Regions from separate parts of the Mus musculus genome. Here all the other regions are linked to region 5. A link is a contact called in public Hi-C and promoter capture Hi-C data. All regions are on one chromosome and are shown on one strand. Each heading gives the region's core, a stretch centred on a gene start, on an enhancer-like site or on the middle of the called end of the contact. The rest is flanking DNA. Distances are from core to core; before and after follow the strand shown.

Region 1 (2,783 bases), core at 75-2,574, 2.8 Mb after region 5:
TCCAAACTTAGTAAAATAATCCTTTAAGTCTTTTTTGCTGGTATCCCAGCTCAGACCACCAACGAACATTTTTCTGCAAGTGAGAGACAAGACCACAAACCTTAGAAGCTGTAAAAGAATTCTGACACTTTTCCTGGCTGGGGAAGGGCTTATGGAGCCACAGTCCCATGGACCAGTCTGAGATGGTGCCCCCTTTCAAGTTAACCCTTGCGTCGCTCTGCAATCTCGACTCAACTGGAACTCACAGCTGAACGAGACTGTACAGCCACACACGGTACATACGGGACAAGAATGTGACCCATGACCCCTCACGAGTTTAAAATCAGCGTGCCCTGCACTCATGAATCTACTTGAGCTCACGGCCTCCCAAGTACCTGCCCCAAGGAACTCTGGGTTTCCCGGTGCCAAGACCGCCCCAGGGTTCAGGCTGGAACTCCGCCCCTCGACTCGCGGCAGGCTAGGCCCGGCCCGCTGCGCGCCAACTCCGCCTACGCAGCAGAGACGCAGCCCTCGCGGCCCGATTCGCGATCCGCCGCTTTTCCTCTTCCGGGGCCGCCCGCCCCGAGGCCCGAAGTAGCCCAAGCACCGCGCGAGCGGCCCAGATCGGCCTCACAGTCGACCCCGCAAACTCCTGCAAACTCCGAGGCGCGTAACCGCGCCCGGGCCAGGCGGCAAGCGCGCCAGGCAGGCACAGCTCCGCGGGCCGCCCGCCCCTCCCCCCGCCGCGTGGCGCCAACAAAAGACGGCCCCAGAACAAAGGCGGCGGCCCGCGGCCGCACCTACCCCGCGTCCTCCTCGTTCTTGCTGGCGTTGATCTGGTCGCCCTCCGCGCCGTTCTGGTTCCCGCTCGGTGCGGTCGTGGTCCCGCCCCCAGACCCGGCCGAGGCCGCGGGGGCCGCGGCAGCCGCGCTGGGCTCGACCGGGGCCTCGCCTTCGGGGGCGGCCTCGTGTCCGTTCTCGGTGGCGCCCGTCGTCTCCATGGGCTGCTCCTCAGCCGCGTCCGACATGGTCGGCCAGGCCGCAGCGGCTACTGCAACGAGCGGCGACAGCGCGTCAGGCCCCGCGGCGCTCCCCGAGCTCCCGCCCACCGCCCGCGGCCGGGCCGCTCACCTCGCCGCCGATGACGCCGCGAGGCCCTACTCGCCGCAGAAGGCGACGCGCGGGCTTGGCCGCGGTCACGCTCGCACCCCCGAGGGCTCGTCCGCAGCCACTGACTATCGCTCCGCTCGGCCGCCGCCGTACACTGCCGATAAAGAAGACCTTAACTCCGTCCCGCGCGGTGCCACCGCCTGACAATGCCAACTCGTGGAGCTCTTTATAATGCCGAAGCCGGGCACCACCTCGTAACAACGGATACTCTCATTGGGCAAAGCGAACCGCCACTCACCATTGTCCTAGCATCTTATTGGCTGCTTCTGCGCGCGCGCTCTAGATCCGGGCGGGCTTTGTCCTCATTTTAGAACGCGCGCGAGTCGGAGAACTGTCTACGGTTCCGGTCACCGGGCGAGCACGTCCAATGTCCCCAGCTGCCCGGGGTACACGGCAGTCTGTCATCCTATCCCTACATCCTATTCTACACTAGCAACCCCGGCCTCCCAAAAGAGGAGAATGAGCCGGAGGAAGTCCCCTAAATCCAAGGTCGCCCGGAGAAAGGAGCCTAATCTTGGAGTGCTCTAATCTACGGAGTGCTGCGGTCATCGGAGGCCTTCAGCACAGCCTGCTCCTAAACCTCGGCATCCTGAGATGCCAGGGCTCCTGCCCTCTTCAGTGAGCTAGCTGGGGCCATCCATGGAGGCCTGGCGCAGTGAACGTTGGACCGTAGTATTTCCAGTGTCTGCTTGACACCCATAGATACTTAATATCGCATTAGTGTTTAGCTTTGCCTTTAATTTTTATTTCTTTCCTTTGGTTCCGTTTTGTGTTTTTTGAGACCAAGTCTGGTATCCTCCGACTGGCCTTGAACTCTTGACCCTCCATTTTCACCCCCTCAGTGCTGGAATTATGTGCTGCACCACCACTGTGCCTAGCTTAATTTCACTGATTTTTAGATGATCCTAAATGGAAAAATTAAGAGTCTTTTCATGTAGCCCCAGGATATGATTACAGACATGTGTCACCCTGCCTAGTCTGACAACTTGCTTTTGGAAAAATAGCCCTGTTAAATGAGGTTATGGTAAAGAGGGGTAGTTTTCTTTTAAGCATTGACCATAAAACTTTAAAGGCCTGGGTTAGGCCATGATTCCTGTGTATGTGTGCATACGTTTGTGTTGAGTGTAAGTTCTATGCCCTGAGTGTGTAAATCAGACAAGGTATCAATCTTCACTTTCCATTTTGTTCTTTATAATTTTTTTTTCCTTTAAACAAACTAGCTGGCCCACAACTTCATTTTTAGACCTAGGCTGGTCTTGAAGTCACAGAAAACTGCCTGCCTGCCTTCTAAGTGCTGGAATTAAAGGTGTGAGTCATCCAATGGATGGATGGATATAGATAGATAGATAGATAGATAGAGATATATATAGATTTTTTTTTTTGAGACAGGGTTTCTCTGTATAGCCCTGGCTGTCCTGAAACTCACTTTGTAGACCAGGCTGGCCTCCAGGCAAATGGTCTCACAAGCTTTGGAGATTCTCTGTCTCCTCCCACATTGATGGAGTAAGCTGAAGTTAGATTTGTGCTCCCCTGTTCAGCTGTGGGCACTGGAGTCCTGAACTCAGGTCCTCATGCTTGTGCCCACGTGGCCCACTGAACCCTCTCCAGATCCAGAACCTCTTGCCTCTTGACTT
Region 2 (2,967 bases), core at 337-2,836, 2.7 Mb before region 5:
CCAGGACTGACAAATGAGTCTTTAATGCCTCAGACCAGTCACACCCCTTGCCGCCTGGGGGTGAGAAAGGCAACTCTCTAAGCCACTATCTGCTTTTCCATTACAGCAGATGGAGAGAACTCACACAGTTCCTGTCCACACCAATGGTAAGAATGGTTTGATCCCTTCCCTCTGTGAGAGCCTTGCAGACTCACGGTGCATTGGTTTTGAGAGTTCCTGGCCTGGTTTTGGGGGTGGGGGATGGGGAAAGGAACTGACAAATGTAGGTGCGAGACTCCCCTTCCAGAGCCTCCTCTCCCTTGGAGTTTTGCTAACCAACCCTATACAGATTATTTCTGGCTATCTCTTTTTTCTGTTCTTCATTCATCAACTAAGGCATGTTGCACCAGGCTTTGTAATAGCAAATATACAGACTCTAAGTGAAACCCAGACATTAGCTTTGTGACCTTTGGTGAGGGGACTTAATGCTTTTCTGGTTTGATTCCCCTCCCCCAGAGGGGAGATAGAGATGAAGCCAATACCTACCCCCTCCAGATGGTCGCCTAATTATCACTGTTATTCTACACTGTGTCAATGGAGTCCAGATTAGCCTCAAATTCACCACGTAGCAGAGATTAACCTTGAACTTTGGATCCTCCAGCCTCTGCCCCATAAGTGCTGGGATCACAGTGGTGCACCACACTCCTGGAATTACGAGGTCCTGGGGATGGAACCCAGGGCTTCATGAGTGCATGACAAGCATTCCACCAGCTGAGACACATTTCCAGTCCACAGCGGACTCATGACAAGATCAACTATCAGAGGCCCTAGCACGTACGGAATGTCAATAAAAGCTAAGTCCTAAGTGTCTGCTACTGTAATTTTCTTAGTGATAGCCATCATTTGTGGGCTTCATCTTCCATTGCATCCTAAACCCTAACCATCCCAAATTCTGCTCTCTCCTGTCCCCAACCTATACAGCCCAAGGCTTCCCTCCTTCTCTGTAATCCTGTCTAGACTGTTTCTTGGGCTTGGTGTTCTGTTTCTGGAGTACAGAAGCCCTGTCCTCTGGGATGCTGGATCTGCAACCCCACCCCCTCCACCCCCCACCTCCCGTGTCAGAAGGCCTGGACTAAAGGCCCAGATTGGAGTCCCGATAGGAAAACAAGTTCTTTTAGCACTCATTTCAGTCCCTTGGAATTAACTCTTTCACAGCCTGACTCCAAGAGTAGTCAATCCTGGAAGGTAGAGCTACAAAGAGTTGTCTTGGTCACCCAAAGTACTTAGCATAAAGCGGGATAGAGTAAACTAGCTACAGTGGGGCAGAAGTGTGTGTGTGTGTGTGTGTGTGTGTGTGTGTGTGTGTGTGTGTGTGTGTTTAACACTTTCAACCCCAGTCCTGTAATCTCCCAGGCCTCAAGAATGGTTGATTACTTCAGAAATTCGGATCATCCCTTCCCCTGGGTGTCCTTCACCTGAGTCAGCGATGCTCCCGGGGGGCTTCCCTCGCTCCTCCCACTGCTGTCCCTCCAGCCACCACCAACCCCCTCCTCCGCGTGGCGCCTCCCCTCCTCCCATTCCAGGCAGAGCCCTGAGGGGCTAGGGGCGGAGCGTCTGGGATGTGGGCTGGGTGGCTTTTAGGCCGGCGTTTGCTTGAAAACCTCCGCCGCCGCTAGGCCGGGGGCAGGCAATGGCAGGGGATGTGTGATTGCGGACAGTGAGAGGGCCGTTGCTATCATGCCCGGGCGCGCGGGCGTCGCCCGGTTCTGCTTGCTGGCTCTCGCTCTGCAGCTACATTGGCCGCTGGCGGCGTGCGAGCCGGGATGGACCACAAGTAAGTGGCAGCGCGCAGATGGGTTCTGAGGCGACTAGGGGTGGTGGTGATGACTGAGGGTCTGAGAGTCGCTCTTGCATGCCGGCAGCTCCATGACCGCTATCCCTGCGGACTCCGCCACTCCCCGGGTGTGAGTATCGCCACCCCCAAGCCTAGGAGCCCAGGCTTTGTTCTCTTGTGGTGAGCCACGGGAGGTCGTGGAGCTAGTGCGCTCACTGCAATCAGAAAGCAGTAAGTCTCTCTCTCTCTCTCTCTCTCTCTCTCTCTCTCTCTTTGCTTGCCTTCCTTTCTTCATCTCCCCGTGTTTTCTTACTTTGGGCTTCTCTTTCCGCTGCTCTTCCTATCTTTGCTGTTTTTCTTGAGGTTGCTCGTCTCCGCTCTGCCTCTCTCTCATCGCTATTTTGCGCCCGCTGCTCTAGCAACCCCAGAGCATCCCCAGAGGAGCACCCCAAGCATCCTATCCCGAATCGGCGAGGGAACCACTCCCTGGATCTTGCTGGGGGCGGGGGGGTGGTGGTGTCAAAAGCATACCAGTGGGATAGAAAATCAAAGGTTTCCGAGAGATTAGGGTAGGGTGGTTTACTGGTTATCTCTGCCTGTACACTTAGCATCTCTGAAAGACCATAAAAGAACCATGCGCACCCATTATGCAGATCGTAAGCTGAAGTTCACTAACAAAAACCCAGGTGTGTATAAGTACGCCCCACATTGAAGATCTGATACTGGAAACCGGAGCTTTCTTTCCACCTCACCCAATGCCTATCTCCTCTTGGCCTCAGTTTTCATGTGAAGAAAATGGAATGGGCTCCACGCTTCCAGTTTGGACGCTGGATAATGCCTATTTCTCACAACTGTTTTCCCAGGCACCGCTCCCTCCCGGGCCGCATCCCTCAGAGGTTCTCATAGGATTTCGCGGAAGGGACGGTCCCGGAGGGGCAATGCCTGGCTTCTGTCATCTTGACCCGGGAGAGCTTATTTAGCCTTAGCTCTGAGGCAGCTGGAGAGCTGGGCTGACTCCAGACGGTCGCGGGTGCTTGCTGTACCAACCGTCAGCGTTTTTAAATCAAGCTAACGACGCCCTAGTGTACGGGCTGGGCAGGCTGCAGCCCCCGCCCCATCCCTGCAAGAACCTGACCCGAGGGTTTCCTCCACTC
Region 3 (2,782 bases), core at 173-2,672, 2.8 Mb after region 5:
TACACCTGAAATCCAGGACACTGGACACGCCCAGTAGTGAAGCTGCTCACTGTGAATGCCAGCTGAGGAAACCCTGCTCTGGATTCAAGGGTTGGGCAGGGGAATGATTGCTTGTTGGTTGAGACAGGGTCTCAATACATAACTTAGGCTGGTCCCAAAGTTGCAGCTCTGCCTCAGCTTCCCAAGTGCTGGGATTACAGGCTTGCACCACCATGCCCCCCACTACATCCAAGTCTTGTTCAGTCCCTTCCTCCTTTCAGCCTGTGCCTTCTTGGCCTCCAGGGTTGCCTTGAAAGGACAGATGCCAGAAAATGGAGAGAGGATGGGACCAAGGACAGGAAGGATAGGCCTTTTCTGAGCAGGAAGATGGACTTTTAGGTAGGTTTATGGTTAAAAACATGAAATACCGCTCAGTTGGGGAAGATGGAAGGGCTCTGTGACTGGGTTTTGGTGACAAGATGCAACATTGAGAATGTACTAATGCCACTGAATTGTATGTACCCTTCAAAATTGCTTGTTTTTTTATGTATATTTTACCACAATAAAAACAAACAAAAACCACAAGAATACAAAGCTGTTCTTTAATAAGTGCTGTAAGCATTTTGCAGTTTTCTAGGGAAGAAAAGAAATAAGCTACTGGAGAATGGGGCAGCGGGCTGGCATGTGAACAAGACTGCCCCAGTCTGCTGAGGGGCCTTCTCAGGCCTTTGTTCCAGGGTTCATCAAGACAGTCAGCTCCAGCGCTCAACCCATAAGGGAGTATCCCTTCTCTCCCACCTCCGGGACCACAGAGGTCTCTTGTCACTCAGTGTGCTAGGTAAGAGTTCAGGAGACCTTGTTTTAGTCCGGCCTCTGCAGCGGGCCTATTGTGTGCCTCGGAGCAAAGCCGTTCTTTTCTGGGCCTGTTTCCTGCACAGTACATAAGGTAGGACTCAGAAGTTTTCCAAACCTCTTCCTATCTGCCCACTGCAAAATTCTCTTCCTGTAGCGACATGTCAAGTTTATCCTGTCTAATCCTAGCAAGAATTTCTAGAGATCTCCGTGGTCTGCCCCAGCAGTGGCACCGAACTCTACAGCGCCATGCCAGGAAGGCCTTTGTCCTTCCAGGGTGCCAGTAATTTACCCTCACAGGGTGTCACGTTATCAGCGCAGAGACAGCAACCTGCTCGGGCGTGCCCCGCCGCAGTTTAGAGTCCCGCTCCACCTGGCGGTCTGGGGACACATTCCTGGGAGGGAAACCTCGGGCGTAGGAGAGAAGGGCGAAGTCCGACCATGGATCAGCGGAGAGTATCCGCCCGTGATGACGTGAACTGCAAGCTATCTCGCTTGCAAGTTCCGTAAACGCCCGGGAAGGGAGCTCCTGGGGGCGGGACCAGCACTGAAGCCCCACCCAGAGCTGACGTCGCGGGCGGAGGCGGAGCTAAGCGCGCAGCATCTGGGTACTGGCTGACCGCTCGGCGCCATGGCCGCGGACACGCGCGCCAAGGCCGTCACTCTGGACCTGAGACGTCGGCTGCTCAGGTACCGGGTGTGGGCTCCGAAAGCGCGTATAGCGCCCACCCCGAGTCCCTGATTTCCCCGCCTCCCTCAGCCTACTAGAAGCGGCCGTGAACCACCCCGCGACTCCGGGGCGTCCCCTGTCCCGTGGAGCGAGCTTTGCCCCTGGCAGCCACCTGCATAAGGAGCTGGGCCTGGCCTGGGGGGCAGTCATGTCACGGGCAGGGTTACAGGAAGTCTGCTCTTGGCCTGTGAGGAGTATCCTCGGTGCCACGTGGAGAGAAGCTTATGGTTGGAACTTAGGACTGGAGCTAGCCATTACTAACGGGGACAGCAAGGCCACTGGGTTGGCAAGGAATGTTAGGGGCTGAGATGCAGCTCCTAACAAGGGGGTTTTCTTCAGGAAGCCATTCCGAAGCCCTTTTCACTGGGACTGGAGGAGTCTCAGTGTGCAAGCAAAACTGAGAGGGCCACAAAGGCTTAGTTTTGTCTCAGAAACTTTCTGCTCCGTCCTGTTCACAGGAATGGGGAGGCAGGGAAGTTCCACCGTGCCCTGCAAGCTTTTGTCCATCCCAGAATCAGGAAGGAGTGAAGGGGGCTGTAATGAGTGGAGGTCAGTCTTCAGACAGGGTTGTCGATCCTTTGCCTGTCCCCACAGCTCTTCCTGCAGACTCTTTTTTCCTGAGGATCCTGTTAAGATTATCCGAGGCCAAGGGCAGTACCTGTACGATGAGCAAGGGCGAGAGTACCTGGACTGTATCAACAACGTGGCTCATGGTCAGTATGACGCCTCTCACCCTTGGTGAGACAGGGGAGGAGGCTGAGGCCATAGATCTGACTGATAGCCTGGGTTGAACAGAACTGAATCGGATGCTCAGGGGGGCACCCCAGTCTTTGTGAAAAGACTCCACACCATAGCTGTGCTAAACCAGGCAGGCCTGAGAGGTTCACATGCCAAGGTCCAAGCTGCACGTCCCACGTGGAACTCACATCAAACCAGGCATATATACAGTCCACCCATCCATGACCACAAATGTAGTGTGCTCATCTTGGCCTCGTGCAGGGTGCTGACAGCAGGCCTTCACCTCTATTGACTACTATAGGGGTAATAGGAAACTTTAGTATGAATTCAGCCAACTGGGCTACCACAGCTGTTAGAAGGCACATTGCAGGCAGGTAAGGGTTAAAACCCAGGACTCTCCCAGCACTCAGGGCACAGAGGCAGGGGGGTCTCCTGAGTTAACAGCCAGCCTGGCCTACGCCTACATAGCAAGTTTCAGGGACA
Region 4 (3,003 bases), core at 111-2,610, 2.9 Mb before region 5:
GACTAAAGGATCTGGAATAAGAGGGCCTGGGTCTTGGCTATTTACAGCCACTGTTTGCCCTTCGTTGTGAATCTTACTTGTCTTGTGTTCCCTCCCCCAATCATTCTTTTCTTGATCTTCTTAGGGCCAGTTCCTTTGTATTGTTCCAGTTTTAGCATACATTCAATCTCCTCAAAGAGCCCTGAATATTCTGCTGTTTTTCCTCTGACATTGTTGTCTGTAACATTATGTTCTTGGTTTTGACAAGCACTTATTCTCTCTAATTAAATATTTTCTTGATTGTTATGTCCCTCCTCCAGTGACCTTTAAGCTCCCAGGGAACTTGAGCCCCAGCTGTAGTCCTCGCTTGTAACACCCTGAAGATGCTCAGTAAATAGTGGCAGAATTATTTTTTAATTAAAAAAATGTATATGTATAAATACATATATATTTACATATATAACTTTATTTTAACATTTAAGTAATTTTTATTTTATTTCTTTACAAATAAATAACATTTAATTAAAGGTTTTAATTATAACTTAAAAATTAAGGTCTTATTGTGTAACCCTGGCTGACCTGGAACTTCTGATGTAAACTAGACTGTCCTCAAACGCATTGAGATTCGCCTGCCTCTGCCTTCTGAGTGCTAGGATTAAAGCAGTCTGCAACCAGGGCAGGTAAAACTTATAAAAATTAAGGAATTGCCTAAAACAAAATGTAGTATTACTTCAAGTTTTATCACAAGTTTTGACTGACATATTAAGTGAAAAACCTGATCAGTGGAAATTACTTTAGCAGATCTCAAAAATTATGTATGCTTTTAGAAACCAAAGCCACAGAGTTCTTGGGTATATCACATAAAACACATATAGGTATGCTGTGTATGAGTACTGGTGGCTTTCTGGTTTCCCAACTAATGTGAACTAAGTTTCTGAGGCTTGTTACAAACTATCTTAACGAGGGTACTAGGTAGCTGTCTACAGATAAAATCATTGTATCATAAAACTAGAGTGGGGAAGGATTTAGAATAAAATTCTACACTGGTCAGGGCTGGAATCCCAGGTTCAGTGATGTATAGACGCCTATATGTTTGGAAGCAAATGCAGAAACACGTGCGTAGATGAAGAACACGCACGCCAATCACACTCTGTAATCGTGCTTAGCATCAATGTGTACATCTGAAGAAGGTGAGCGCGAGTAAGTCTTGCAACTGTTGTGATGGCAATCACGCGGAGGCTGTGTCAGAGGTCCCCAAACCGCAGCGATCTCAGCCCTCTCACGCTCCGGGGGCGCAGGGCGCGGACTACAATTCCCGGCGTGCGGCGCGCGGCGCGGGCGGAAAGCCGGCCACTTCCGCCCCACGCAGCGCCGGTGCGGCCGCGTCTCGACGTGTCACTGGCGGCGCCGTGGCTGTGGCCGGGAGAAGGAGCTCCGGCTAGGGAGAGTTCGCGGCGGTGGGTGGCGGCGGCGACCCGGACCTGGACCAGCCCCGGCGCGGAGGCGTCCCGGGGTCCGTGGAGAGTGGCGGCGGGCGGCGGCGGGCCGGGCCGCGCGGGGCGCGATGCTGAACATGTGGAAGGTGCGGGAGCTGGTGGACAAAGCGTGAGTATCGGGGGGCAGTTGCGGCCGGCCCCGCGGCGGGGGCGGGGAGCGTGCGCACGGTGGTCCAGCGCGCGGGGACACGCGGCACGCCCCCCCGCCCTGCGGCCTGGTGAAGGCGGCGGCCGCGGCGGGCCTGGGCCTCGGTCTCCGAGCCTCTGGCGGCTCAAAACCCCCCTCCCTGCTCCGGTCTCTGCTCCCCGGGACGTCCTCACCGCGCCCCTACCCCGCGCCGGGCAGACAGATGCTTTGATCGTCGTACCCAGCTTGGAGTTTGGCCTCCTGGACACCAGGCCCGGCTTGGGGGCGAGGGGACGCGTGCTCCCGTCCCCGGTAACCCCCGTGGTGTAATTCGGAGACACCTTAGGCCTGGCCTGGTATGCCCTTTACCTTGGTAGACACCTTTGAATTTCTAGTGAACCTGCAGTGGAGTGAGTGGGAGGTGTAACAAGTGGTCACTGTGGACAGGCTGGAGTTGCTCAAGAGGAGACTCGCCCTTCGGGTTTGTCACACTAAGTGAAAGCAGATGACCAGACAACTTTCCGTGACTGTTTTCCTCTAACTTTACCACTACACTTCCTTTTGGGGTGGGCAATCATGTAAATAAAAATTACTCTAAAGGGTGAAGGAAAAGAAAAAAAGCCCAGTTTATATCCTGTTGACCTGTTTTTAACTCCTTTCAGAGTAAAATAACTCAGTGCTTTTAGTATACTCAGAAACCCTTAGCACTTTAAGTTGAGCATATCGAAAATAACAGTAGGTCTTTTAGGTCACCAGGAAATAAGACTTTAAATATTTAACCAGCCCTCTTCCTTTTTGGGTTTTTGTGATTATGCAATAAGTGTGGTAAAGAAACAGTTCTTTTGAACCACCCACCTAACCTGAAACCAGGAAGTATAGAAGCTCTTTTTGACCCCAGAAAACAACATTCTTTAAAGCAACTTGTCTGACGCTTCTGATGGTGCTTTGCTACCAAGGAAGTGCTTAAGGAGTACCGTTTTCAGAACCGAAAGAGCTAAGTTCTTAACTTTGTAGAATTCCCGTCTTCTCCAGTTCAGGATGAAGATCATTGCGGCCCTCTTAGTCCATGAGGGTGAAGAGCCAGGGGCTTCCGTTTCCTTAGGATGATTTGTGATACAACACGTTCCTGTCTGTGCTTCTGAAGAGAACAATTTTCCCACTGACTTTGGAGGAAGAGAAACCTCACTGAGAAGCTGCGAGTCTGAAAAGATTTTGCTTTGGTGGTTTTAGTATTCAGTTTTCCCATTAAGTGTGCAGACATTTAGCTGGGACCATTTCATTACTTGTAAGCTCTGTTTTTTTGCCAAAGAGAAAAGTCATTTCTTTTACAGATCCATGGCTGTTTTCAGTGTATCATATGAGGAAGAGAATACCAGCTTAGTGTAAAAGTTGAAAGAGGTC
Region 5 (2,700 bases), core at 47-2,546:
TCATAAATTTAAGGCCAATTTGAGCTATGCACATCCTGAATCAAAACGAAACAAGGTTGAATGTGGTGATGAATTCCATCATCGAGGCCAGCCTGGTCTACAGAGTGAGTTTCAGGACAGCCAGGACTACACAGAGAAACCCTGTCTCGAAAAACAAAAAACAAACAAAAAAACGAACAAAAACTAAACAAGGCTGGGAGTTGGGTGGATTTAACTCTGTAAGGCACTCTTCCTAGCATGTGGGAGTTCAACCCATAGCACTAAAATAAATAATTAAATGTATCCTTTAGTTCACATAGACATTAGTGGTTGCTTACCTTCCTGACCTGTGTGTGCTCCTTAAAAAAAAAAAAAAAAAAAAAAAAAAAAAAAAAAAAGTGAAGCTGAACAAATCGGCTGTAGCCAAACACACATGGCAGGAGAGAAAATTCCTGACTTCAGCCAGTGCTCTGTGGCAATCACAAGCGCACTCACACACAAATACTTTAAAACATACAGTTAAAACTTTTTAAGGCCAGATCTGTGACATTTGGAAACACTACAAAATTTGAACACGTGTTGAGGTCATCGGGTTGCCAGGCTATCCGTGTTCCTCTGCTTCCCCGTCCGGGAACACTTCTTTCAGGGCAGCACAAGACAGACCAGCAGGCTTTTCTGGGGAATGATCAGAGGCACAGAAAGGGCTTCCAACAGAATCCCCAGAAATCTGAACCCAGCACTTCCTCCTTTATAGCCTCGCCGGGCGGCGGCTCGGTTTATAATTCCAGTACTTGGGAGACAGAAGCAGGTCGGTAGTTCAAAACCATCCTTGGCAACACAACCAGTTTAAGACTAGCCTTCGCTACATGAAATTTTGCCATAAAACAAACAAACAGGCCAGATTTGCTGGCACACGCCTCTAATTGCGACTTTAATTGTACTTCCGTAAGTCAAAGTTGGAGCCGGGGTCTCCAACCAAGGAACTGAACAGAAGCGGAAAGGGCGGAGCCGCGTCTCTGCCACGTAAGGGCGGAGAGGCCACTGTAGTTTGCTTGTGTGCCCTCAGCCCCACTTCTGCTTCCACGGCATGCTTTAATCTCCCGAGAAGCCTTTCTAAAACCCTGGCGCATCTGGCTTCAGAATGCATTTGTACAGCGCTGCCAAACTAGGTTGCGTGGCAGAAGAAACGACGATACTTGAGACCTACTCTCCCAGTTCCTCCCACTTCTCAGTGCAGCTATCTTTGAGCAGCAGTGAATCATGGGAATCCCCGCCTTGCTCTCCGAGTATTTCCGGTTCCGGCGGAGGCCGCTCTTTCTTTTTCTCCACAGGGTCGTGGTGGCAGCCGCTGTGGTGCTTGGCTCTCTGAGCTATCCGGTGCCATCCTTGTCGCTGCGGCGACCCTCGCATCAACTGCAGCCATGACCGAGCAGATGACCCTTCGCGGGACCCTTAAGGGCCACAATGGATGGGTAACACAGATCGCCACCACACCGCAGTTCCCGGACATGATCCTGTCTGCGTCTCGAGGTACGGGCTGCATGCCGGGTAAATCACCCGGTGTCCTGGGGACTGCATGAGAGTCTCGTGGTTAAGCAAGTGGCGCGCGTGTTGGCTCGGTTCATTCCCCAACCCAGTTGTTAGTTGGGGCGTGCATACCCCAACTTGGGCCCCAACCGGGACGACCCTTTACACATGAACGGAAACCGAGACACGTCGCGCAACTGTACTCACACCCCACCTCCCAAAGTTGGCGATTTTAAATCTCTCGCTTGCTTCCTGGAGATGTGTTTAAGTAGTTTTACGGGGCTACAAGACGGGCGGAGCAATGATGACCCCAACATGCCATCTGAGTGGCTTTGCTGAAATCCAGAGGCTGTTTCTGAGCTGTTGTCGCCTGGCCCTAAACTATAGACAGTGGGTAAACTTTGTAGATGCCTTGTTCCCCACATTTCCGGACTTGATTGTCCCGCCCTAGGTTTTCTTGTAACTAATGATTTTTTTTCTTTAATGATGTATCTTCATGTGTATTTCCTCCCTACCCACCCCAAAATTATGCTCATTTTCTCTCCTACCTAATACTAGGCTTATTATTGTCCGTTTCTGTGTAAGTTGGTTCGTGGCTAGGATTGTGTCTGATGCTACAATAACGGCTGCATTTATTTCAGTAACTCTCAGGCGGGAAAGGCTGTCTCTGCTCAGCCTACATACACCCAAGTGGTGCTTCTGCTGTTAATTAGTCTCGGGCCCGGACGATGACTAAGGTTAGGGTTAGTTTCCCAGACCCTGCATGGTAGCTTGCAGTCATCTGAAACTAGTTCCAGGAGACCTGACACGCACTTCTGAACACCATAGACACAGGTAGCACACATATGTATGTAGGGAGCCACTTTAAATAAAATACATTTTGAATGTGGAACTTAAGTCTCAATCCCAGGAAGTGTGGTGCCCATAGTCTCACATTACAGCTGAGATCTACAGCTCTTGATATTGTAGAGTAGTAAGCCTCTTTTATTTATAACTTGAAGTTTCTCTGTCCCGTTTACTGGCCCCAGTGACTTTAAGACTGTAAATGGTGCACAGTAAGTAGGCTTATACCAACCTTTACCAACCCTTTTAGACAAGACCATCATCATGTGGAAGCTGACCAGAGATGAGACCAACTATGGCATACCACAGCGTGCTCTGAGAGGTCACTCCCACTTCGTTAGTGATGTTGTT
Region 6 (3,031 bases), core at 236-2,735, 2.8 Mb before region 5:
TAACTTTTAGTAAAGAATTCATCTTTAATTGCCTTGGCTATAGTGTTTATCTTCCTCAAGATAGAGCTGTAACTTTTAGTCAGGATGTCTAGTGATGCAGGAAATGTTGATAATTTCTCATTTACTTGCTAATATTGAATAAAAACTAAACACACTCCTTCTTAAAAGAAGAGGCACACACATGGAAAAAAAACCTTAAAATGAGCCCTTAATATACATAGTATTACTATTTTATTATGCTGTGGCAGTTCTTATTTCTTTATTCAATAAGCATTTATTGCACAATTACTCAACAGTCGGCACTGGGGAGTCAATGATGAGCAAAACAAAAGCAGTTCTTTCCCAAAGGAGGTAACAATCAACTGGAAGAGGCGCAGAATAATCACACAAAGAAAGCACTTCAAAGGACATGATCAGGTGTGAGTGCATAAAAGAGATTCGAACGAATGCTGTCATGGTTTTCTCTGAAATGCCGGTTCAGCTCCAAGTTGAAAAATAAACGGGAGTTACAAGAGACATAAATGCTTGACTTGCTAAAGCGTCCTGTGATGAAAAAGAATAGCATGGGAAGCAATGTGGTGAAAGTGTAAAAAACTCAAACTGTAGGTATAGCCTAAGCTACTAATCAGGTTTATCAGGCTCTGCGGGGTTAAGAATTTCGAACTTTTATCTCATAACCAGTGGGAGCGGCAGAAAGATTTGGGGGAAATGTGACAGTTTGACTTGTATTTTTAGAACAACTGGCAGTCGGGAGGTAGTGGGACATAGGTGAAGAGCAAAACTTCAGGAGAACTGTAACATCCATATGGAATTAGAGAAGGACAATGGAAGCCTAAGCAGGATAATGGTGGGTGGGACCTCAAAAGGTGGATGAATCTGGGTCGCATCTTGGAAGCAGACTGAAAATTCAACTAGTAAAATAGTTATACCTAGTCAAAAACCAGGTCCAGTAAGATCAGTTATAAGTTCCAAGGTGTCCCCATACTTGAGAATGACTAGAAGACCCTATCAGACTCCGGCTTTATGAACACACAAGGCCGAGAGCCCAGCCCGCAAGAAAGGCCCACGCCTTCATCCCTGGAGGTCCTTGGTAAAGGCGTGGAACAGAAGGGTTTCCTGGGCAACGCCATTGTCGCGCTCCAGGAGGGGGCGGGGTAACCAAGGTCAAGGCCTAAAGAGAATCCGGAAGAGAGGGAGAGTGAAGAGGCGTGGAAAATGGGACACAAGGAGCTTCGGCCCGGTCTATGGCGGATGATTCCAGGGTTCTCGCACGCGGCTAGTGTGGAGGGTGGGAGGAGCCGGGGAACGTGCCTGTGATTGGCTGGCGGGAGACACCGGGCCGCTCCTGATTGGGCGAGGCGAGCCCGTCTGTGGAGCGCGTAGGGTTCTGGGTAGCCAAGGCCTTGGAAGGGTCTTAACCGAAAGGGGGAGGGGGAGGCCGCCAACAAACGGCTGAGCTCACAATCCCGGCCGCGGCCCGCCCGCCCCCTCCCCCATGGAGAGAGCCAGGCCGGAGCCACCGCCGCCACCGCCGCCGCCGCCGCGCCAACCGCCGCGGCCCACCCCTCCGCGCCCGTTGCGCCCCGCTCCGCCCGCGCAGCCCGTCGAGGCCGCCACCTTCCGGGCCGCGGCCGCAGAGCGCTCCCAGTCGCCGTCGGCTCAGGCCACGGCCGCCATGGCCGCGGTGGCCTCGTCGTGCGGGGAGGCCGCGGCGGCGGGTGCGCAGGCGGCAGGGACGCGACGCCTGCTGCAAGTGAAGCCGGAACAGGTGCTGCTGCTGCCTCCCGGAGGACCGGGGGTGCCTCCGGCTCCCGACGAGGGCGCAGCCGCCGCCGCCGCTGCCGCTGCCGCCGCCGCCTCGTCCGCGCAGGCGCGCCTGCTGCAGCTGAGGCCGGAGCTGCTGCTGTTGCCTCCGCAGTCCGCGGCCGACGGAGGCCCCTGCAGGCCGGAGCTGCACCCCATGCAGCCCCGGACGCTGCTCGTCAAGGCCGAGAAGCAAGAGCTGGGGGCGGGCTTGGACCTGTCGGTGGGATCTCGGAGGACCACCGAGGCCGGCCCGAGAGCCTCGAGGGCCGCCAAGTTGGATGGCACCGGGAAGGCCCTCGACGGCCGCCGAAGCGATGAGAAGAAAGCCAAGCTGGAGGCAGAGGAGGCTCCGAGGGATGCGCTGAAAGGCGGGGAAGGCAAGAGCCTGCTGGCCATCGGAGAAGGAGTCATCAAGACGGAGGAGCCAGACAGACCCAGGGACGATTGTAGGCTGGGCACGGAGGCCACGTCCAATGGCCTGGTCCACAGCAGCAAGGAGGCCATCCTGGCCCAGCCGCCTAGTGCTTTTGGGCCACACCAGCAAGACCTAAGGTTCCCTTTGACACTCCACACCGTCCCACCTGGAGCCCGTATCCAGTTTCAGGGGCCTCCGCCTTCTGAGTTGATACGGTTGTCCAAAGTCCCCCTGACACCAGTGCCTATTAAAATGCAGTCCTTGCTGGAGCCTTCTGTAAAAATTGAAACCAAAGATGTCCCCCTCACCGTGCTGCCCTCAGATGCAGGTATTAGAAGCCAGGGGAATCTGGCTTTCACAGGTCTGTGTTGCACAGACATATTAGCAGTTCAGGAGCTGAAGCTCGAAAAGTAGAATCCTGGTACGGCCCTTAGCTTGCACAGGGAGTGCTTCTGGTTGATTTGCCCACATACTGGTAAAATACACTTAAGTATTGCCACAGTTTTTATAAACAGTCACTCTTAAGACTTAGTAAACAGATTAAGAGAATAGACTCAACAGAAGGCCTTGTTAGATGATACAGATTCCTCAGTTTATATAAAATAACATCAAATTTTCTATCATAGTAGCTTCTTAGGTTTATGTGTATCAAGAAATAAAATATACCAGTGTTCGAGAAAAATGATAGTTGTTTATATTGACTATAGATGTTAAAAGAGAACAGTAACTTTTCTGAGAGAAAACATACATATAGCATATAGCTAAAGCTTTTAGAAATAATAAAAATAAGCCAAGTGATTTTTAAAAGAA
Region 7 (2,938 bases), core at 171-2,670, 2.7 Mb before region 5:
CTAACTTGTTCAAGCTGATTCTAAGACAGAGCTGAACCAGGGGGCAAAAATCACTGTATTACAAGGTCACCTTCAACAGCAATGAGGACCGGGGATGGAGCTCAGTCCGAGTACTTGGCTAGCATGCGTGAGCGAGGCCCTGGATTCAATTCCCTCCCTGCAGGATATAACTTAGCCCTGGTGGTGCACGCCTGCAATCCCAGCACTGAGAGGTGGAGGAGGGAGGGTCAGCTGCTCAAGGCCATCCTCGAATACACTCTGAGGTTGAGCACAACTGGGCTATATGAGACCCTGTCTCAAAAACAACCAGGATGTCACCAACCAACGAAGGAGGAACAGTGTCAGCACTATCTGTGCTGTGGCCGTGTCCTCGCCACTTGTCCCCTGAGCACACCCCGAGGCTGACTCTTCTCGCTTGAGGCTACTCTGCGGACTTGAGTCCAAATCCTAGCGATGTTTAGAATTGGTCTCGAGAAGGGATGTGGCAGGTGGTGGCCGCCCATACCATTGGTGTTGCATGAGGCAGAGGCAGGCCCATCTCAGTGAGTTCAGGGCCAGCCTGGTCTACAGCGCAAGTTCTAGGATGTCACAAAGAAACTTTGAAAAACTAAGAAAAAAAAAGGGGGACTAGGGGAAGAAGAAAGACAGAGAGAGAGGTCCTTTGATCTTAAGGTGGAGGCTCCTCAATAACAATGGCTCTCTGGGCTGGTTTATGCTGTCAATACTAAGGCAGAACTCAGGCATGTGGAGCTTAGGGGTTTAACTACCCATTATAACTTTTGATGGGTTAGAGTTTTAAGAGTCTTACTATTCACTATGACTTTTGACAATAAGCTTTCTTCCTAGCTCAGCTATTATAGATAGGAGGATGGTTTTATTGTCCTGAAACTTTAGAGTCAGCTTAGAAAATTAAGTCATTTCTGAATTGTTTTGTTTTTGCCTCTCTCTCTCTCTCTCTCTCTCTCTCTCTCTCTCTCTCTCTCTCTCCCCTCTGTCCCTCCCTCCCTCCCTCCCTCCCTCCCTCCCTTCCTTCCTTCTCTTTGTTTTCTAAAGACTGGGTCTTACTCGATAGCCCAGGATGTCACCAAACTCATGACAAGCCTCTGCCCTCTCCTTCCCATCTAAGGAGATCACATCTAATGAGCTGCCACCATATCAGTCCACAGCCACTTGTTACCAGCCTCCCTTTCCCCTTAGCCCTAGTTGGATCGTTTAATGACAGAGGGGCAGATGCATGGCGAATCACCAGGCAGAGGGTGCTCTTCAGCAGACAACTCAAATTACTCACTGCCTCTCATTCTCAGGTTTGTCTTTCTTCCATGGAATTCTCTTAGAAACATTCAGCCAGTTCAAACAGGACGGCACTCCTGCCCCCGCGCTTCATCCCAGCACCTTCTCAGGTGGGGACAGATTTCAACATCTTACCTAGAGTCAAGGACACCTCACTTTGGCCCTGTCTGGTCAGAAATTTCATCTGGTCAGAAATTCTATTGGTTGTTGGCAAAATTCAATTTCCTGGGTCAAAGAGACGCTGGGAAAGGCTTAGCTGGCGACCCAGTGCCCTTAGGAGACCTTGCTTTGCTGAGTTGCATTAAAATGAGTCACAGGCATATGGATTACATTTCACTTAAAATACACATGGCCCAAGAAATTAAAGGATAGCGTACTTTAACCAAGTATTTGGCAGATCTCAGGTATTCCAAATGTTTTTGCAAAGCCTGTGTGCAGCTGGGCTCCCGGGTCCCTGCAGTTAATCCTGTGAGACTTGGTGCCAAGGAAGCAGCTGAGTGGCTGGGTGGGGAGAACAGAATTTAATGAGAGCTGCCTGTGGCTATCTGAAAATTTCCGCAGACGTATTTTTGGGTGGGAAATACGGAGAACAGAACCAGGCCTACTCCATCCAAGGCGATGAATGGATGCATGCGTTAATATGAATGCGGAGTGCTGTTAGGCCTTGCCCTAGCGTGACCTGGAAGTTCTGTTTGAGTTGTAGTTTCCCACTGCAGCTTGGAGACAGATTTATTACATCTTACAGTTCCCATGTGCAGAAGCCCTGACATGGTAGAGCAAATGGAATGTCAGTGTCTGATAGGATCTCCGTGCGAGTCAGACTATTCTCAGCCACACTTGCTCAATAGCAGGCTGTCTGATTGCCATGGGCTGGGGGTTTATGTCTCTTTCAAGCCCATGTACTGAAAGGGGATATGTTAGGCATGGTTTTATAAGGTGATTGGGTCATGCTGTCTCTGCCCTTCATGGCTTGAGTTAAGCGGCCTTCTAAGAGCCCCCAGGAAGCTAGAACACACTTGCTATGTGAAAGTGCAGCTAAAATCAACATCTACTTAGCACAGTGGCTCTTGGCCGATACGAGCTATTCTAGAATCGTGAGACATTCATTTCTGTTGGTTATAAGCCTCTCTGCTTGTGGTATTTTGTTGCAGCAGCCTGGGTGGACTACATCTTTTCCAAATGACTGGAAACAATACCTTTTTGGGGTCGATTGTTCAGAGCTGGTCTCGGTATTAATAATTGCGAGTGCTCTCTTGAAGTCACGCCCTGCACAGTCAACCAGGGTGTCAGATAGCCTCCAAAATGGAAATGACCAAGTGTGTTGACACTGAGCCCCAGAGGCTCTGCTTTTTTTTTTTTTTTTTTTTTTTTTTGGTTTTTCGAGACAGGGTTTCTCTGTGTAGCCCTGGCTATCCTGGAACTCTCTGTAGACCAGGCTGGCCTCGAACTCAGAAATTCTCCTGCTTCTGCCTCCCAAGTGCTGGGTTTAAAGGCGTGCGCCACTACTCCCAGGAGGCTCTGCTTTTAAGGCAGAGAGGGATTTGATCGCAGGCAGGAGAGGGTGGTGGGACCACATACACAGAGCATAAGTGACGCATGCATGAATGAGCTGAGAACGGTGACATCCACCGCTGCTGGCAGAGGTGGA

The links. Promoter capture Hi-C pulls out the DNA fragments that hold promoters and counts their contacts. Hi-C and Micro-C count contacts between places; a contact is called where the count stands out from the background.
Region 1: a contact with region 5 is called in a promoter capture Hi-C map of embryonic stem cells, with 7 times the contacts expected there. The contact joins the promoter of Hnrnpab here to the promoter of Rack1 in region 5. A contact is called at or near these places in 3 of 39 promoter capture datasets (the C10 cell line, embryonic stem cells and liver), 1 of 484 Hi-C or Micro-C datasets (B cells) and 1 of 9 other capture datasets (adipose tissue).
Region 2: a promoter capture Hi-C map of embryonic stem cells shows a contact between it and region 5, with 7 times the contacts expected there. The contact joins the promoter of Adam19 here to the promoter of Rack1 in region 5. A contact is called at or near these places in 2 of 39 promoter capture datasets (embryonic stem cells and hippocampal neurons), 1 of 115 datasets of contacts at active chromatin or transcription factors (forebrain) and 2 of 9 other capture datasets (adipose tissue and liver).
Region 3: a promoter capture Hi-C map of liver shows a contact between it and region 5, with 5 times the contacts expected there. The contact joins the promoter of Phykpl here to the promoter of Rack1 in region 5. A contact is called at or near these places in 2 of 39 promoter capture datasets (liver and pre-B cells), 1 of 115 datasets of contacts at active chromatin or transcription factors (extraembryonic endoderm stem cells) and 1 of 9 other capture datasets (liver).
Region 4: a Hi-C map of rod photoreceptor shows a contact between it and region 5, with 5 times the contacts expected there. The contact joins the promoter of Clint1 here to the promoter of Rack1 in region 5. A contact is called at or near these places in 1 of 39 promoter capture datasets (embryonic stem cells), 1 of 484 Hi-C or Micro-C datasets (rod photoreceptor), 1 of 115 datasets of contacts at active chromatin or transcription factors (extraembryonic endoderm stem cells) and 1 of 9 other capture datasets (adipose tissue).
Region 6: a contact with region 5 is called in a promoter capture Hi-C map of cranial neural crest. The contact joins the promoter of Sox30 here to the promoter of Rack1 in region 5. A contact is called at or near these places in 2 of 39 promoter capture datasets (cranial neural crest and hippocampal neurons), 1 of 484 Hi-C or Micro-C datasets (uterus) and 2 of 115 datasets of contacts at active chromatin or transcription factors (astrocytes and embryonic forebrain).
Region 7: a contact with region 5 is called in a promoter capture Hi-C map of liver, with 3 times the contacts expected there. The contact joins the enhancer-like site here to the promoter of Rack1 in region 5. A contact is called at or near these places in 2 of 39 promoter capture datasets (liver and stem cell-derived epiblast-like cells), 3 of 115 datasets of contacts at active chromatin or transcription factors (embryonic hindbrain, embryonic stem cells and forebrain) and 2 of 9 other capture datasets (adipose tissue and liver).

The regions. Positions count from the first base shown.
Region 1 is chr11:51,605,557-51,608,339 of GRCm38.p6, forward strand. Hnrnpab (heterogeneous nuclear ribonucleoprotein A/B) reads right to left here and starts at 1,325. Exons shown (of 8, transcript NM_001048061.1): 1 at 1,111-1,325; 2 at 784-1,030; 3 at 1-73. The coding sequence starts at 1,007.
Region 2 is chr11:46,054,398-46,057,364 of GRCm38.p6, forward strand. It overlaps Adam19 (a disintegrin and metallopeptidase domain 19 (meltrin beta)), which reads left to right and starts at 1,587. Exons shown (of 23, transcript NM_009616.4): 1 at 1,587-1,813. The coding sequence starts at 1,717.
Region 3 is chr11:51,583,359-51,586,140 of GRCm38.p6, forward strand. It overlaps Phykpl (5-phosphohydroxy-L-lysine phospholyase), which reads left to right and starts at 1,423. Exons shown (of 13, transcript NM_028398.3): 1 at 1,423-1,521; 2 at 2,156-2,274. The coding sequence starts at 1,463. Col23a1 (collagen, type XXIII, alpha 1) reads left to right here. Exons shown (of 29, transcript NM_153393.2): 29 at 1-567.
Region 4 is chr11:45,850,609-45,853,611 of GRCm38.p6, forward strand. Clint1 (clathrin interactor 1) reads left to right here and starts at 1,361. Exons shown (of 12, transcript NM_001045520.4): 1 at 1,361-1,584. The coding sequence starts at 1,544.
Region 5 is chr11:48,799,064-48,801,763 of GRCm38.p6, forward strand. It overlaps Rack1 (receptor for activated C kinase 1), which reads left to right and starts at 1,297. Exons shown (of 8, transcript NM_008143.3): 1 at 1,297-1,509; 2 at 2,600-2,700. The coding sequence starts at 1,401. Gm36109 (predicted gene, 36109) reads right to left here and starts at 340. Exons shown (of 2, transcript NR_166852.1): 1 at 318-340. It overlaps LOC115485831 (a small nucleolar RNA gene), which reads left to right and starts at 1,802; the gene lies at 1,802-1,869.
Region 6 is chr11:45,978,825-45,981,855 of GRCm38.p6, forward strand. Sox30 (SRY (sex determining region Y)-box 30) reads left to right here and starts at 1,486. Exons shown (of 5, transcript NM_173384.2): 1 at 1,486-2,549. The coding sequence starts at 1,496.
Region 7 is chr11:46,071,446-46,074,383 of GRCm38.p6, forward strand. The region is part of intron 3 of Adam19 (a disintegrin and metallopeptidase domain 19 (meltrin beta)); the gene reads left to right. Among named protein-coding and RNA genes, the nearest start is that of Adam19, 17 kb to the left of the region's middle. Within about 2 kb of position 1,421, at least 83 of the 459 cell types and tissues checked have an H3K27ac peak or open chromatin away from gene starts, as enhancers often do. A contact at or near this core is called in liver, where this site is marked.